Linked DNA regions of Mus musculus: all the other regions are linked to region 1. Evidence: chromatin contacts called from public promoter capture Hi-C data. All regions are on one chromosome and are shown on one strand. Each heading gives the region's core, a stretch centred on a gene start, on an enhancer-like site or on the middle of the called end of the contact. The rest is flanking DNA. Distances are from core to core; before and after follow the strand shown. Region 1 holds the start of Pkd1l3 (polycystic kidney disease 1 like 3). Region 2 holds the start of Terf2 (telomeric repeat binding factor 2). Region 3 has its middle 10 kb from the start of Gm39240. Region 4 holds the start of Zfp1 (zinc finger protein 1).

Region 1 (2,546 bases), core at 19-2,518:
TAGGAGAATAAGTAATGCAGTCAATAAATGGCAAATGATCTGAGCTGACACTTCTCAGACAGCTGGTAAATATGGGGAGGGGAGATGCTACACACCCTGTGTTAGACTGAGTTGCCACAGAAATAAAAAAATAAACTGGCCTTCCCTGGGAACACTTTGTCCTTTTCTCAGCACAATGAAAGGTGATGGTCTCTCCGCAGGAACAAGGACCATGTACATGTGGAGTTGGGGTCTTGGGGGCAGAAGAGCCCAGTCCATCTGCAGGTCATTTCCCCTGTAGTCAGGAAGTGGTAGCTCCCAGCGGGTTTGTGTGGATCTCCTGATTAGGAGCTTCCATAGATGTCATCTGTCAATCAACTTTCCTGCCCAGAGCCTCTCAGCCCAGCTGCTGCTTAGACACCATTAACCCTTCATCCTCAGCCATCAGGAAAATACAACCCGAAGCTATGCTGGGAATCCATTTCACGTCACTCAGAATGGCCCTCATCAAAATCGGGGAAAGTTACCTTTATACACTGTTGGTGGGAGTGTAACCACGTGTAACCTGTAGCAAACAATAGGGAGGTTCCTAAAAAAACAAACTACAAGGATGCTATATGACTCTGCTATATGAAGACTAGGTGTATACCCACAGGGAATGAAGTCAGCACTCAGAAGAGAGCCTGTGTGTCCATATTAATACTCAGTACTGTTAACCATAGCCAAGCTACAGCAGTGGCTCAGGTGCCTGTAAACAGATGACAGATGAATAGATAAAAAAGAGGATATATATATATATATATATATATATATATATATATATGTGTGTGTGTGTGTGTGTGTGTGTGTGTGTGTGTGTATGTATATATGTGTGTGTGTATAGATAGATAGATAGATAGATAGATAGATAGACTTTTAATACCAACACTCAAGAGGCTGAGGCAAGTGGATCTCTCTGAGTTCAAGTCCAGCCTGGTCTACATAGTGAGTTCCAGGACAGCTAGGGATACATAGTGAGACCCTGTCTTGAAAATAACAACAACAAAAGAAAGTTTTCCTTTTCATAAAAAAGTATCCATTTTTCTGGACACATACCTCATTGCTAGGGTGCTTGTATAGAGTGCATAAGGTTCTGTGTTAGAGCCCATGCTTTAAGAACTAAGCTCGCCAAGTCTAGTAACACTGGTTTCGATATCCACCAACCTCTCCCTGCTTGCAGGTAGCTTTGGCGTCATAATGGGTCTTTATTTGCTAAAGATACATCTGGGCGTGTAGACACAGATGGAGACATTGGTGCCCCCGACTGTAAAGCCCCGTTTGCTATTCATTTGCAGCCGGTGAGAAATAGCTTCCCTAAACAAAACAAAACCTTTATCTCCTTGGCAGGTTGTTCCCAACCCACAAAAGAACAATACGGACGATTCTGACAAACTCACTGAGTCCTATTTAAAAGCCCAGGCAGCTGCCAAGCCTCCGTACATCTTCTCTCTTCTCACTCGAGCCTCCGTACATCTCTCTTCTCACTCGAGCCTCCGTACATCTTCTCTCTTCTCACTCGGCACAGAGAGAAAAATGCTCTTGCAGAGGCGGTCCTGGCTCTGGCTGTACATTAGAATCGGTGTCATTCTGGGTGATATTTTGGGACGTAAACCAAGCATCCGGGAGCAACATGGGGGAAACAGCTGCTATCAGCTTAACAGACTTTTCTGTGACTTCCAGGAAGCAGATAACTACTGCCACGCCCAGAGAGGACGCCTAGCCCACACGTGGAACCCCAAGCTTCGGGGTTTCCTAAAAAGCTTCCTGAATGAAGAAACAGTGTGGTGGGTCAGGGGAAACCTGACGCTGCCCGGATCGCATCCAGGGATAAATCAGACAGGTAGGGCTCTCGTGTTGAATGTTGAGGGGAAAAGCTTTCTTGGGCTGTGTTCTAGGGTGGAAGAAAGTCATCTTTGGCCTTTCCACTTTTTTTTTTTTTTTTTCAGATTACATTTTAAGGTATTGTTTTTTCCCTTTTTGAGATTTATTTATTTTACGTATGAGTGCTTTATCTGCACATCTACCTGCTTGCCAGAAGAGGGCATCAGATCGATTACAGATGGTTGTGAGTGTCCATGTGGTTGCTGAGAATTGAACTCGGGACCTCTGAAAGAGCAGCCAGTGCTTTTAACTTCTGAGCCATCTCTCCAGCCCCCTTTCAGCTTTTATAATCAGAAAAAGGGTTAGTTTGACCATCAATCTCTCTCCATACGCTTTCCACTTTTGTGTCTCGGCCAACATTTGTCTCCATAGCAATGGCAATGTACTTTTTCCCCCCCTGAGACAGGGTCTGTCTGTGTAGCCTTGGCTGTCCTGGAATGTGCTCTGTAGATCACGTTCCAGGCCTTGAACTCACAGAGATCCTCCTGCCTGTGCCTCCTGAGTGCTGGGATTAAAGGTGTGCACCATCATTGACCGGTGGCAATGAGCTTTTTGTCAGAGCCTGTCTAAAACTTAATTCCTGAGTCTTCATGTATGGTGTTATTTTGCTTTATTTGATTTGGGGTATCTGGAATTTTTGTTGTTTT
Region 2 (2,546 bases), core at 29-2,528, 2.5 Mb before region 1:
ATGGTTCAAATTCCAATCAACATATTTCTTTTTTGTTTTTCAAGACAGGGTTTCTCTGTGTAGCCTTGGCTGTCCTGAAACTGGATCTGTAGCCCAGGCTGGCCTCGAACTCAGAAATCCACCTGCCTCTGCCTCCCAAATGCTGGGATTAAAGGTGTGCACTACCACTGCCCGGCTGGCTTCAACGTATTTTAAGTGACTATCTTTCAATACTTTTTAATACAGCTCAATTATAACATATATGTTTGCCTCCAAAATCCAGAATAACACAACTTCCTCAGATACAAGGGGCCAACAATGAAGAGAGTTTGTTAAGTAGCTGCCAAGTTCAACTTGTGTGTGGATGGGAGAGTGTTCCCACTTTACTATTTGGAGGAAGAGGGAGAAAGATGTGTCCTTATTGACGTAACTTACTTGTAGCAATAAAAATGGGTGTGCAATTAACAGGTGGGAGAAAACAAAACAAAAGACAGCCAAGAAACTTTAACTGGAGAAAACCGGAATTAGAGAATTCAACCACTGTTGAATGAAAAAGCCCTCCGCGGTGGAACCAGTAGTGCACTTTAACCCGGAATCTTTCAGTTCCGGATGTTAAGTTTGAAAATAACAAAACCCTACGTAAGTAAGCCCAGAAAAGAACACACAAAAAATAGCCGTACCTAAATTTTCTCCTTCTTCAATGCGCGACAGACACTGCATAACCCGCAGCAACCGGGACACCGTATGCTCCTTCCCCAAGGGCCTGACAAGCAACGCTGGGAAAGAAGACATGGTTGGCTCCGCGAGCCCCGGACCCCAAGTCATGCCCCCCAAAACCATGTCCTCCTCCCCGCGGCCCGAGCCGGCTCTCACCCTGCATGATGTCCCGGATCTGCCTGAAGTCCCGGTACCGGCTACTCCGAAAGGCCCGCAGCGCCTCGTGGAAATAGAACTTGAGCACCCAGCGGTTGACCGCCTCCTCCAGGCGAGCTTCCCCCGCGCCCCGCTCGGCCGCGCCTCCCAACCCTGGCTCGTGTCGCCCCCGTCGAGCCCGCCCGCCGCTGCGCGATGCCCGTCGGCTCGCCGCCCGCCCGCTGCTATCGCTGCTCCCGCCTCCTCCCGCCATCGTGTTCGACCGCCGCTCGCCCTCCCCGCCCTCCCCGCCCTCCCGACTGGGCCGTTTCCTTGGCTGTGACGCCATCGGGTCACGCACAACGCCCGGGCCGGAAGCAGGGCCCGCTGTCCCGGCTCCCGCAGCCATGATACCGACGGGGTTCCGAGCCGCCCGCGGGCTTCTGGGAGGGAAAGGACCGAGGCGGCGGGGGGTCTACCCACCTCCTCGGCATCCGTAGTTCCTCTTGTGTCTGCTGCAATGCTTGCTGGGGATTGGAGTCCACACAGCCCAGCCAGGCGCGCTATTTTGAAGACTACGCTGCAGACTTGGGACAGTGTAAAGAATATGAAAAATAAGCGCGTGCATAATGTTAGACATTTCGCAAATTGTGAAAAGCAGTACAGTAGAAAGAAATTACTTTGTTTTGTTTTGACACAGAGTCTCACTGTGTATCCCTGGTTGGCTTGGAACTCAAGACATAGAACTCTGCCTCTGTGTTGCAGTGCTGAGATAGTGCCAACATGGCCAGCCTTTTTTTTTTTTTTTTTTTTTTTTACTTTTTTTCTTTTTAAAACATAGGTTTGTTCTGGGAATCAACGGAGGTCCTCGCCATTCTAGAGCAAGCACTTTATCAACCGTGCACTGTCCCCAGCCACCTAGTAAAAATGTATTCTAAGACAGGCCCTGCAAAGTTACCCAGGCTAGTTTTGAACTCATGTCAGAGCCCATCCACAACATGGCTTTGGAGCCACTCTCTAAAGCAATCCTAGCTATGGTAATCCAAGCTGCTTGGTGATTCCAGCCTGTTTGCCTTACTTAACAGGAGCTAAACTATCTGCCTTGATATCCTGACAGGTCTGCTTCTTATTGTGTAAACCTTGAACAAGTTACTTCTCCGTTTGTGTACCTGTGCCCCTTTCTGTCAAGTGGACATCGTGAGGATTGTATTAAAATGAACTGAGTTACTATTTCTGGTTCCTGTAGCTCAGGGTTCAACAAATTGTGTGTGTGTGTGTGTGTGTGTGTGTGTGTGTGTGTGTATACACAGAGATCCAAGGATAACTTTTAGAAGTTGGTTTTTGCCTTTCATTATGTGGATCCTAGGGACTGAAATCAGGTCATCTGGCTTAGTCTCTGGCAAGCATCTTTATCCACTGAACCATCTATCTTGTTGCTCCTGGATTCCAATTGCTTTTCATGAACTCATCCAGAGCATGCTTGGACAATCTATTTTTGTTTACAAAAAAAAAAAAAAATCTGATTTTTAAGTTTGGTGCAGTGGTCCATGTCTTTACACCCAGTGTAAAAGTTATAGCTCTGAGGGGAAAGTATCTTGGCAGTCAAGAACCAAGGAATATCACAAAGTCACACTATACGACAAACCTCACACACAAGAAATTTACTGGGAAGGAAGGAAGACTCAGGCTCAGGCGAGAGGCAGCTGGATACTGAG
Region 3 (2,546 bases), core at 19-2,518, 2.5 Mb before region 1:
CAAGCCTATAATGGACACCACTGTAAAGGGGACTCAATATCTAATGGGAACTTGGGGTTCGTAATCTGAGCCCCCTCTGGGAAGGGGAGGTTAAGTCCTCTGTGTGGGCATACCGTGCTAAGAGCAGAAACCACACGTGTGGTAGCTCGTGGAAAACTGAAACCGATACTTTTTCTGACACCAGACCAGCTTTCACATATGACCAGATGCAGCGTCCACCAAGGTCCTTAAGGACACCCTTTTTACTTTCTTAGCCTTCTGCTCCTCCAGTTACACTATTTGCCCACTGGGTTCCTCTGACAGAAAGCCATGCAGCAGGTGGAACGCCTCACCGTGGCCCTGCTGTAGAGAGCCCTGTGCGTCCAGAACAGCCAGGAAGGGCATGGCGTCCTCGTAAAGGGAGTGGTAGCCTGGCCCCCATTCCCAGCCTTGCCGAGAGCATCCTCTGGACAGACGGCCTTCGGAAGGAGGATGCTTCCTTTCACTTCGTGTGTCCTGGTGTGGGGTGGGTCCCCAGCTAACAGCAGTCAGTGTTCTTCTACACGTAGGGAAGGGAGGGCATAGGAGAAAGTGGGTCGGTGCTGTTCAGAGTTTGCCTTTTCCTGAGGTCTGAGGAGTAAGAGGTTGGGAAGGGGGAAGGGGATGCAGATACACAAGGCTTTCACATTGAAAGGGTTGAGAAGGCTGAGGATGAAGGAGGGATACAACGTCCTCCCTTCACTCTGGTCCACTAATCCTCAGAACCTCTGGCTAAAAAAAAAAAAGTTTAATTAGGCTATAAGATGCCTTCTTGGCCACACACTGCACCATGTTCTCTAAACTGTAGCCTTTATCAGATAAACATCTACTCTTTCTCAACCGACTCTGGGTCTGCTAGGTCCTTAAAGCTGTATTGACAACAGGCAGGCCCCAAACTTGTGACAATCCTCTTGCCTCCACCTCTCCAGCGCTGGGATTGCAGGTGACTGCCACCGTTCCCGGCTGTCGTTTATTAAATGCTTTCTGAAAGTGACCCAGGAGCACAACCCAGGAGCACTCCAAGGTCCTACAGCTTCACCCTCTCTTCCTTCCCCTGAGAGTCCCTAGTGCTAGCGGCAAGGAGCGCTTTGCTTTGGGAATAAGAGACAAACTGGAGGACTACAGCAGGCTCCGAGGAAAGCCATGAAGGAGGCAAGAAGGCCATAGTTACTCACAGCAGCAGGTAAGAGAGCTGGGTTATTTCAGGAGGAGGAGACCAGAAAACAAAGGAGAGAGCCACGTGGAGGGTGTGGCATCCCTGGTATTTTTCCACAGCTTTGCTCTGACTGGATCAGAGACGCAGTTGTCCCCCACCTCTCCTGTTCCACTTTTACATCTGCCACTGGGAAAGGAAATTTGTTCCACTTGTGCCGAAATGTGCAGGAGGCTGGGCATGCAAACCAACCTAAAGATATTTAACAGGAAAAGTTTGGAAAGAGATGAAAATATGCAGAAAAGTACAAAGATGAAGGTTAAAACCAAACAGAAGCTCTCTGCTCTGGGATAGCTACTGTTAACTTTCCTTACTTTCTTTAAAGATTTATTTTTATTTTATGTGTGGGAGTGGTTTGCCTGTATGTATGTTTGTGTGTATATGTGTATATGTGTATGTCTGTATGTATATTTGTATGTATGTATGTGTATATGTGTATGTTTGTATGTGTGTGTATGTATGTATGTATGCATGCATGCATGTGCATGTGCATGTGTGTGTGTATGTATGTATGTATGTATGTCATAGGCTTGCCTGGGGACACTGGAGGCCAAAGGTGGGTGTAGGATTCTTGAGACCCTCCAGTCCAGTCCACATGGTTGTAAGCTACAGTGCGGGTACTGGGAACTGAACTCAGGTGTTGTACAAGAACAATAAATGCCTTCATCCCCTGAGCCACCTCTGCAGCCCCTATTTTATTTTACCTTTTTGAGACAGGGCATCATATAATAGATTCACTATGCAGTAGAAGATGTCTGTGAACTCCCAACCTTTCTGTCTTTCCCTCTCTAGTGTAGGATTACAAGGGTTGGAGCACCACGGCCAATCACTATTCTGATTGATTGCTATCTTTTTTAATTCTCTCTCTCTCTCTCTCTCTCTCTCTCTATATATATATATATTTATGTATATATATACATATATATATATATACATAAATGTTGTGTCCGGCCAGCCGACCACATGTTTTGGGTCCTAGGCTGGAAAGGCATGTTGGAAACCTGGAAGAGAAGAAGGGCTAGGCTGCACAAGATAAGGAAGGAACCAAGACAAAGCTCTCTGCTCAAGGTTCAATTTTTACTATTCCGGCACTCCGTTATGAAGGAAGGGAGAGGGGCCGATTCCCGCCAAATAATCTTGGAGTCCAGTAGCAGGGTGACCACGTGATGGCTTCGGAACAGCAAAGCACTGGGCTCCAGCAGTGGGTGTGGCAGAACGATTGAGCGGCAAGCTCCATCCAGGTGTAAACAGTGGAACCATTCTCTGTTTAGGCCTGGCTGTCCTAGAACTCACTTTGTAGACCAGGCTGGCCTCG
Region 4 (2,546 bases), core at 20-2,519, 2.0 Mb after region 1:
TAAAATTATCATCAACAACAAATTTTTACGATTTTATGTGCATGAGTGTTTTGACTATTATATGTATGGATGTGCACCATATGCATGCAGCTATGCAGTGTTCATAATCACGGTCAAAACAGAAATAAAATCATACTGAGCATGGTACCGTTCGCCTGTTAGGAGACATTTCATGAGTCTAACCATCTCAGAAACAAGTTCCATCTTGCTGGCAGGGCCAAAACTGAGTTCATGTTCCCAGATCCCAGAATCAACTCCTATCCTGCTTCTTCAGGTGTTTCATGTCTGTGTGTTAACCAGTAATGGATATAAAAAGGGGGTTTTGCCATTATCCCATTATCTAACTAAGGCATGCAAATAGTAAGTGTATTTATTTCCTGTCGTGATTTAACGGACTACGTGCAGTTCCCTTATCATTCTAAATGCCAGGTCAGAGTCCAGGAGGGGACTTGACTGCAAAAGCTGACTCAGGACATTGAAACCAGGATAAGGCACAACCACCAATGTTAAACTTCCTTAACTCCTTGTGTCAAAATATGATTAGTCACTGCAACAGCCCCTCCCCGCCCCCCTTTGTGTTCCCATCCTGCAGTGCAGTCTCCCTTGGGGGACGAGGTTCAGATCCAGAACTGGCTGCCCCATACAGAAAATGAAGCTTTCATTTTGAAGCTTTTGTATCTGAAGTGAGTTTACTTAGCTTCCTCCCCTCTCCAGAACCCAGTAAGCAGGGAGCTGAAACAGGAAGATCATTAGTTTGAAGCCAGCCTAGGCTTGACAAGACCCTGTCTCAAACCAACAAACATGGGGTTATTTGTGCCAGTGCTTCCAAAAGTAACTGTAGAGCCGAGAGGTTAAGGAAAATGGTGGTAGTGGTAATGTGTGTGTCTGGGTGGGTGTAACACGGGGATCTCACTTTGTAGCCTTGACTGGACTGAGACTTTCTAAGTCTTCCAACTCCCAGGGATCTCTGCTTGCTTCTACTTCTCACTAGCTTGAATTAAAGGCGTGCACTACCACACCCAGAAAGGTGTGTGCTTCCAGTGCGGTTGAGATTTGCTTTAACGCACATATTTTGTTGTTGAAAGTTTTAATCAGTTACTCCAAATCCGGGTTTTTAACAGCACAGGAAGATGAAAGGGACCGTAACACAAACCAGACTGTTAACTTGGAAAAAACGGTCCCTACCCAACTAATAATGCGTACGTTTCCCAGAGTTCCTAGCAGCGCGGCTCAGAGGCATTATGGGAATTGTAGTCCTACACCTCAGCGTCACAGCTCCGAGGACTCTGGGAACGGCCGCTCGCTCCACAAGGTGCACGCTTGCGCAAAAGCGCTAGCGCTCGCCCTTCCCCCACCTGCAGTCGCGAGTGGGTGACAAGAGCCCCCTTCTCCGCGAGCCTCGTGACCCGGAACCGCGAGTGGAGGCTAGACCCCTCCAGGTATGTCTGCAAGGCCGGGATGCGCGGGCCCGGGAGGAAGGTCGCGTCTGCGCCGGAGTGGGAGTCTCAACTTCGACGCCTTGCGGGCCGCGGCGACCCCTGGGCGTAGGGTCGGGCCTCGAGCTCTTCTGAGAGTCGGTCCCTATGGGCTGTTCGCGGTCGGCGTGTGTGGGGTCGGAGGAGGACGGGCAGCTCCCGGGCTCAGCCTCCCTTTGGGGGGAGACGCGCCACTGCTGGCCGTCGCGGGGCTCAGGCCGCGCGGGGGCGAGTCTGGAAGCCTGGCGGGCGGGCGCGCGCTTGACCCTCCACGAGGGTGTGGGGGCGGGGCTCACGGTGCTAGCCACGCCCCCACGGTGGCTTTGCGGGCTCCTGGAACCTCCTTGTTCCTGGTGTCTGGTGTTTCCAGTTATATTGTCACGGAATTATCACGTCTATCCCGTTACTTCCGGTTTGAGCGTCAGTATAACAGATTTTTCTTTTTCTTTTTTTTTTTCCTAACATTGGCTTTTCTTTTTTTCTAATATTGACTTTTCTGTTTAGCTTGGGTAAAAGTTTTCATATAAGTATGTTGCCGAGGTCCAGCCTCAGCTTGAGGTGAGGATGGTCCTGAGAAAGGGGTGAGTGGGAGTGGTGCTGACTGAATAATATATGAGTCAGTAGTGGATACAAGCTGTCAGTTCATGTGTTCTCTTGTCAGAAACTGAACCCAGTCTTTTATTTACTAAAGATTTATTCATTAAATCTTTTTACCGCTGTTAATCATTTTCTAAAAAAAAAAATCCATGGTTACATAAATTCCAGTAATCCCGAACCTCCAACCCCCGTTTCTTTGAAATGAAAGCTAAGCAAAAGTACATTTCCTTATCTCTTAAACACAGTGTTCTCTTCACGGGCAGCAGGGCACAGTTCTTGTGGTTTCTTATTGTTTGAACACAGTCTGTTCTTCACGGCAGCTGGGCATAGCTTTTGCGGTTTCCTGGCACAGCAGACAGTCATTAAAGTGGCTATAAGAACAGAAAAGTGACAGACTACTGAGGTTAAAATGATTTCTTGCCGGGCATGGTGGCGCACGCCTTTAATCCCAGCACTTGGGAGGCAGAGGCAGGC

The links. Promoter capture Hi-C pulls out the DNA fragments that hold promoters and counts their contacts.
Region 2: a promoter capture Hi-C map of hippocampal neurons shows a contact between it and region 1, with 7 times the contacts expected there. The contact joins the promoter of Terf2 here to the promoter of Pkd1l3 in region 1. A contact is called at or near these places in 6 of 39 promoter capture datasets (cranial neural crest, frontonasal cranial neural crest, hippocampal neurons and 3 more) and 1 of 115 datasets of contacts at active chromatin or transcription factors (astrocytes).
Region 3: a contact with region 1 is called in a promoter capture Hi-C map of hippocampal neurons, with 4 times the contacts expected there. The contact joins the enhancer-like site here to the promoter of Pkd1l3 in region 1. A contact is called at or near these places in 7 of 39 promoter capture datasets (the C10 cell line, cranial neural crest, hippocampal neurons and 4 more) and 1 of 115 datasets of contacts at active chromatin or transcription factors (astrocytes).
Region 4: a contact with region 1 is called in a promoter capture Hi-C map of pre-B cells, with 2.6 times the contacts expected there. The contact joins the promoter of Zfp1 here to the promoter of Pkd1l3 in region 1.

What each region holds. Positions count from the first base shown.
Region 1 is chr8:109,612,966-109,615,511 of GRCm38.p6, forward strand. It overlaps Pkd1l3 (polycystic kidney disease 1 like 3), which reads left to right and starts at 1,269. Exons shown (of 33, transcript NM_001286454.2): 1 at 1,269-1,858. The coding sequence starts at 1,552.
Region 2 is chr8:107,095,270-107,097,815 of GRCm38.p6, forward strand. It overlaps Terf2 (telomeric repeat binding factor 2), which reads right to left and starts at 1,279. Exons shown (of 10, transcript NM_001371065.1): 1 at 853-1,279; 2 at 660-755. The coding sequence starts at 1,240. Mir7075 (microRNA 7075) reads right to left here and starts at 837; the gene lies at 756-837.
Region 3 is chr8:107,132,868-107,135,413 of GRCm38.p6, forward strand. No RefSeq gene overlaps it. Among named protein-coding and RNA genes, the nearest start is that of Gm39240, 10 kb to the left of the region's middle. Within about 2 kb of position 1,269, at least 53 of the 459 cell types and tissues checked have an H3K27ac peak or open chromatin away from gene starts, as enhancers often do.
Region 4 is chr8:111,642,174-111,644,719 of GRCm38.p6, forward strand. It overlaps Zfp1 (zinc finger protein 1), which reads left to right and starts at 1,270. Exons shown (of 4, transcript NM_001037665.2): 1 at 1,270-1,439.